Linked DNA regions of Sus scrofa: region 2 is linked to region 1. The links are chromatin contacts, called in public HiChIP or PLAC-seq maps. All regions are on one chromosome and are shown on one strand. Each heading gives the region's core, a stretch centred on a gene start, on an enhancer-like site or on the middle of the called end of the contact. The rest is flanking DNA. Distances are from core to core; before and after follow the strand shown.

Region 1 (2,809 bases), core at 153-2,652:
GTAAAAAAACTGGAAGTGACTCAAATATCTATTGGCAGGAAAATGTTGAAGAAGTTGTGGCACATTGAACATAGAGGTAATATGTATCATGTAAAGCGAATGAACTAGGGCCTAGGTGAGTCACACAAGCACAATGCTGAGAAGGCAGAGCAGACTGCAGAGGAAATCAGATGATGGTATCATTTATGTAAAGTGTAAAAACCGTGAAACAGTACCGTATAGAGTTTTAGTTACACGTACACTGCAGGAAAAAGCCGCGTGAAGGACTGCATGGTAACGAGCACCAGTAATTCAAGGCAGTGGTTACTCTGTTCCCTTGTGGCGGGCCTGTCAGTTTTAAGAATCTGGTGTCCATTGTCACTGCTGTGGCTCTGGTTACTGCTGCGATGTGTGTCTGATTCCTGGCCCAGGAACTTCTACATGCCTCAGGCCCCCCTCTCCCCGCCCCCCAAAAAGTGGTTACCTCTGGGGGAGTAAGAAAGACCTGTCTAAAAGGAGAAGCTTCTTCAGGTTTGGTCATGCTTTATTTCTTAAAACATGTTTGGTTCTTGGTTGTGTTATTTTTATACCTGTGTGCCCGTGACATTTTTCGTAATAAATTCTATAAAAGACAACCTTCCAGAGTTTTCATGAGATAGAGACTGAGGTTTCTGTGTTGTTCCTGTTGTAGGCTTAAAAAAAAAAAAAAAAAAAAAAAAGGCACAACCTGAAGTTGAGAGTTAAGTTTATTTGGGGCAAAATTAGGATTTAAGTCCTGGAGACAGCATCTCAGGTAGCCCTGAAAAACCACTGTGGGGAGGTGAGGTGGGAGCTAGGATGTCTTGGAGTTTTTGCAGCAAAGGACAGGGAGCAGGACCAAAAGAGGCCTGGGCTCCCCCACACCATTCCTTTGATGTGCACCTCCGCTACTGGGGCCAGGATCCTGAGTTTTCACAGCCCTCTGGGCGCCCCGGCTCACCCTTGGAGGTGGCTGTGTTTCGCAGATGACTGAAATACTGCCCAGAGAGGCAGGGGAATTATTAAGATGAGAGGAGGTGCGTGCAGCCAGGCACACTGTTGGCAAAGTTTCTTGCTGGTCTCATGAAGGTTACAGTTAGGGCGCCTGGGACAGTCAGACAGTTGAGCAGAGCAGTGAGATCTCAAGCAGGATTTATTGACTAGCAGAGTGGCCGGGAGCCCTGGGCAGGAGATTCACAGAGTCTCCTCCGCCCTGCCACTGGGAGAGCATCAGGCTGGGGTCATGTGCTGCGTTCTGTAGGTCCAGGGTGGCAGTCGAGATCATGGCATAAAAATTGAGCTTTGTTTGTCCTTGGAAAGTCAGCCGCTTCCTGGTCTTGGTTGCTTCGCCTGTGGAGGTGCGATTCAGTGGAGACGGCAGGTCCGGGTCCACTGGGTCAGTGAGTCATGCGGGGTTATTCTTTCTTAGGCCTTCCTTTAATTTCCACCTGAGTTACTACCAGTCACAAGGAGCAGACGTCACCATGAAGGATTTTCGTGTTTTTCTAGAGATGAGGAGATGCAGGAATCGGGCCCCTGAAAATAGCTCGCTCTTTGAGGAGCTGCCCTCTGGTTTCCTGGAGCACGGGGTGCCTCGCTCCGCTCCGGGTCTCCACGCCCAGCTCTGCTCAGGGGCCGCCGTGTGGAGGCTGATGGCGCGTGCCCATCTCCACGCCACACTGGACGGAGCAAGTGGGGTATGGGTTTACCAGGGTTTTCAGCCCCCTTCTCTGTGTGAAGCAGGCATTCATAGTAGCTTTTTCTTGCCACCCTCAGGACTTTTTGAGAAGACAGATATTTTTAAGGAAAACAATATCCAGAGAGACTGAATAAAGTAGAAGAAATGTTACTAGGATTATATGATTACTAAGTGGCAATTTTCATGGCTAGTGGCTTTTTTTGTAAGCACCTAACCTCTTTTCCTTTCTGAAGGACGGAGAGATTGGCAGAGGATTTGTCCTTCCGTGGGCTGTTAGCTCTGCCAACCCTGGGACTTTCTTCTCTCCTGAATCCTCAGTATCTTTTCCAGAACAGTGGTCTGAGACCTGGTAGAAGCTCATTGAAAACTGGTTACATGATTTGAGGAGATTGTACTGTGTAAAATTAATTCAAAAAAATTTTCACTCCCATAGCTATTATAACTGTAACTGCTATAATATTCTGGGATTTTGGAAGATTTAAAATCTCAGTGGCAAAGTTTGAACGAGCTCATTATTCGATGTGGAAGCACACGGGGCTGTGTTCCGTCGTGGTCTTTAGCTTCAGCCGGGGGAAGGAAGGGCCACAGCTGACTCAGAGCTGTTTTTCTCCATGCGAACGTCGCTGCGTGTTAACACGGAGGCAGGAATTGAGAGTAGAACATTTTTCTAAGGTTCCCTGGCACTAAAGCTTTTTCAGCAGAGTGGACGCATCAATTCAAAAGGAAGTTAATCTTTTTGTGGTAATGGAATATTCCCCATCTTGATTGTGGTTGTGGTTACACAACGCATTTGTCAAACACAGTTTTACTGTGTGTAAATTATATCCTCAGTAAAGCAGATTTAGGGGGAAAAGAACCCAAACAGATGAACCAAAACTAAAACAATAAAACAAAACCCCCAAATTAAAACGTTTCTGAAAAAGGATAGAGGATGAAGGATTTTAAGGAGAAAAGGTTTTTCTTCAAATGATATTAACATTTATATAAGTTGTATTAGTGCTTGAATGTGATGGGATATATGCTTGTCAGAAATTATCTGTTTTAAAATGAACTGTGGCCCTGGTCATGTGCTCTTTGATTTTCTTCCTTTCTTTTTTTTAAAAGCAGCATTTC
Region 2 (2,809 bases), core at 180-2,679, 65 kb before region 1:
TCCCTGGCCTTGCTCATTTGGTCGGGGATCCGGTGTTGCTGTGAGCTGTGGTATAGGTTGCAGATGCAACTTGGATCCAGCATTGCTGTGGCGGAGGCTGGCAGCCATGCTGTGAATGCAGCCCTAAAAAAGCAAACAAACAAAAAAAGATTCCTAGGTGATTTAAATACCCATTAAAGCTTGAGACTCACTGATCTAGATCACTGCTTCCCACTCTCTTTCAGGTTAATGCACAAATAGAAAACAAGAGCTCCACCTTGGGAACCCGCATCCCAGCACACCTGTCACTTGTTTACAGCAGACCAGCATTTAGGCAGATCCAAAAAAGGGAGAGAAGGAGATACTCTTTCATGGCAGGAGGTTTTGGTATGAAACACAGCGTATGTCTCTCAGGAAGAATAGAGATGGCTGTAGAATTAAATTCCTGCCAGTCGATTGGGAAAGATTTGGATCTTCTCAAGAGCCTCATTGCAGAGCGACCTGTGTACCTGAATCCAGACAGACTTTCCAGTCCTAATTGTCTCTACCCACGAGTCACCGTTTCCCTGTTATACATATGGGGAAACGGAGGCCATGCAGCCAGTTTGTAAGATGGCACAGGCTTGGGAGAATTGGGTAAAAAGCCAAGAGTGGGTGGATACATGCAAAACTGCTGAAGATAGTTAAAATAATAAACACACTTGTGTCGAATGAAAATTGGATAGGCCTATTCCTTAGAAAATGCAAATGGAATAATTTGCTTTTTCTTTCTTCTACTCCTAAATTATATTTTGCCTGCTTCCAGAAATTGTTTATCCATCACTCACTTGAGATATATATATATATAATATACTTGATACACATCATACATGCACACACATGTATGCATGTGTATGTATATACATGTGTACATACACATATAGCACATATATACATACTCGTATATGTTTCACTTGAGAGAGAGAGATATATCTATCTCACCTGATTGTTGGAGTTCCCTGTGGCTCACCAGGTTAAGGATCTTGCATTGTCACTGCTGTGGCTCTGGTTACTGCTGTGGGGTGATTTCAATCCCTGGTCCAGGAACTTCTGCATTTCTTGGATGTGTGCGCGCCCCCCCCCACCCCCATTGCTAAAAAGGCAAATGCATAATAGTTGAGGGGGGTATGCTGAGTGGGGAGAAGTTTTTGCAGACTATTTAGGCTAATGTTGATTACTGGATTTGAAACCTTACCTTGCAGCTGAAGGGAAAATACATAGTTTATGTGATCCAATACATGTGAACATATTTTGTTAAAGTTTTTCAAATGTCAGCTGGGAACCATTGGCTACATCACACACAAAAATAATTTGCTGATAGAGTAACTCACAGAATGGGTGCAGTCCTGCCTCAGAGGGCGGTTCCAGTTTGGGGCCAGCAGAAACTCCTCAGACTCCCTCTGGGTGCTGGTACCTGAATAGTCACCCTTTGGCCTTTTCCTGTCTTGCTGTCTTCCAGCTCAAGTCACAGTCTCAGAAGAGTCAATTCACTTGGTGATACTTGAATTGCATGTCTGTGTCTTGGATGAAAAAAGACAGAGCTCTTGATGTGTGCCCCCCCCCCCCCGCCAACTGCACGTGGTGGGGCTGCAGTCATTTCCTTCAGGGAAATTAGGGAGCTGTTTGGTGGGGAGTGGATGGGAGATGGCCTGAAAAACCACACGTGCTCAGCGGATACTGCTTCATCAGGAGACTTACACTGTGGCACTAGATCCAGGGAGAACTAGAATAGCACATGGACATTTAGAAATAGTTGGGCTTGCTATGCATATGATAGGTAAGTAGAGGGACTACGTCAGCGGAATGTGCGGGTTGTGCTGGTTCATAAGCAGCTTTTTCTAGGCAAGAGGTGTGTGATAGAGGGGGTAGAATTACAGCGTCTCTTATCCCTTGGTGTTTTGCACCTGGTTTAAATACGGCCATTCCCATTTATTTCTCTTGTGTCTTTTCCTTGCTGGTCCACTCCAGAAGGACAGGGGTGTTTTTCCCTGTTAGCTTATCAATGTACCCAGAAAAGTCTCTGACACATTCTAGGCGATTTGTTATTCATTCCCCAAGTTGGCACGGCTGGCGAGTACATGCCCGAGTGTTTACCCTCTGTTTCTCGAGTGGCCTGTCTTGAATGTCTCAGCTGTGCCTCCTTTAGGAGTTGGGCAGTAAACACATGTACAGAGTGGTTGATGTAAGGACTTTGTTGGGAAGGGTCCTCAGGCTGATATTTATGCATAGAAAAGACTATCTAGAAAATTTACATTGGTTTGAAAAATTGGTATTCAGTTTGTTAAAGTTACAAATTAAAAGACATGGCTCAACTTATCCCTTTTGGCTCAAATCTTATCCCTTTTATAAATCAGACTATACACTCACCCGTACACACACACACACATACACATACTCACACATATTTTAGGGCCACACCTGTGGCATATGGAAGTTCCCAGGCCAGGGGTCGAATTGGAGCTATAGCTGCTGGCCTACACCACAGCGGCACCAGATCCGAGCCACATTGGACTTACACTGCAGCTCCTGGCAATGCCGGATTCTTAACCCACTGAGTGAGGCCACGGATCAAACCCACATCCTCATGGATACTAGTTGGGTTCATAACATGCTGAGCCACAGCAGGAACTCCCAGACAAATTTTAACAGTCACTAAAAAGGGGTTTTTGAATTATGATTGGTCTTGTTTATAACGTCAACATTTAGACTATAATATTTGGTATGTATCGTTAAGGGATCTTTTAACACAAACCTCAATGTACATCATGCTTTTGTTTTTTACTTTTTGCCT

Evidence for each region. HiChIP or PLAC-seq counts read pairs in DNA pulled down with a chosen protein or histone mark.
Region 2: a contact with region 1 is called in an H3K27ac HiChIP or PLAC-seq map of skeletal muscle. The contact joins two enhancer-like sites. A contact is called at or near these places in 3 of 47 Hi-C or Micro-C datasets (embryonic fibroblasts, fibroblasts and skeletal muscle) and 1 of 2 datasets of contacts at active chromatin or transcription factors (skeletal muscle).

The regions. Positions count from the first base shown.
Region 1 is chr6:69,134,709-69,137,517 of Sscrofa11.1, reverse strand. The region is part of intron 4 of RERE (arginine-glutamic acid dipeptide repeats protein); the gene reads left to right. Among named protein-coding and RNA genes, the nearest start is that of RERE, 120 kb to the left of the region's middle. Within about 2 kb of position 1,402, at least 18 of the 83 cell types and tissues checked have an H3K27ac peak or open chromatin away from gene starts, as enhancers often do. A contact at or near this core is called in skeletal muscle, where this site is marked.
Region 2 is chr6:69,199,356-69,202,164 of Sscrofa11.1, reverse strand. The region is part of intron 2 of RERE (arginine-glutamic acid dipeptide repeats protein); the gene reads left to right. Among named protein-coding and RNA genes, the nearest start is that of RERE, 58 kb to the left of the region's middle. Within about 2 kb of position 1,429, at least 4 of the 83 cell types and tissues checked have an H3K27ac peak or open chromatin away from gene starts, as enhancers often do. A contact at or near this core is called in skeletal muscle, where this site is marked.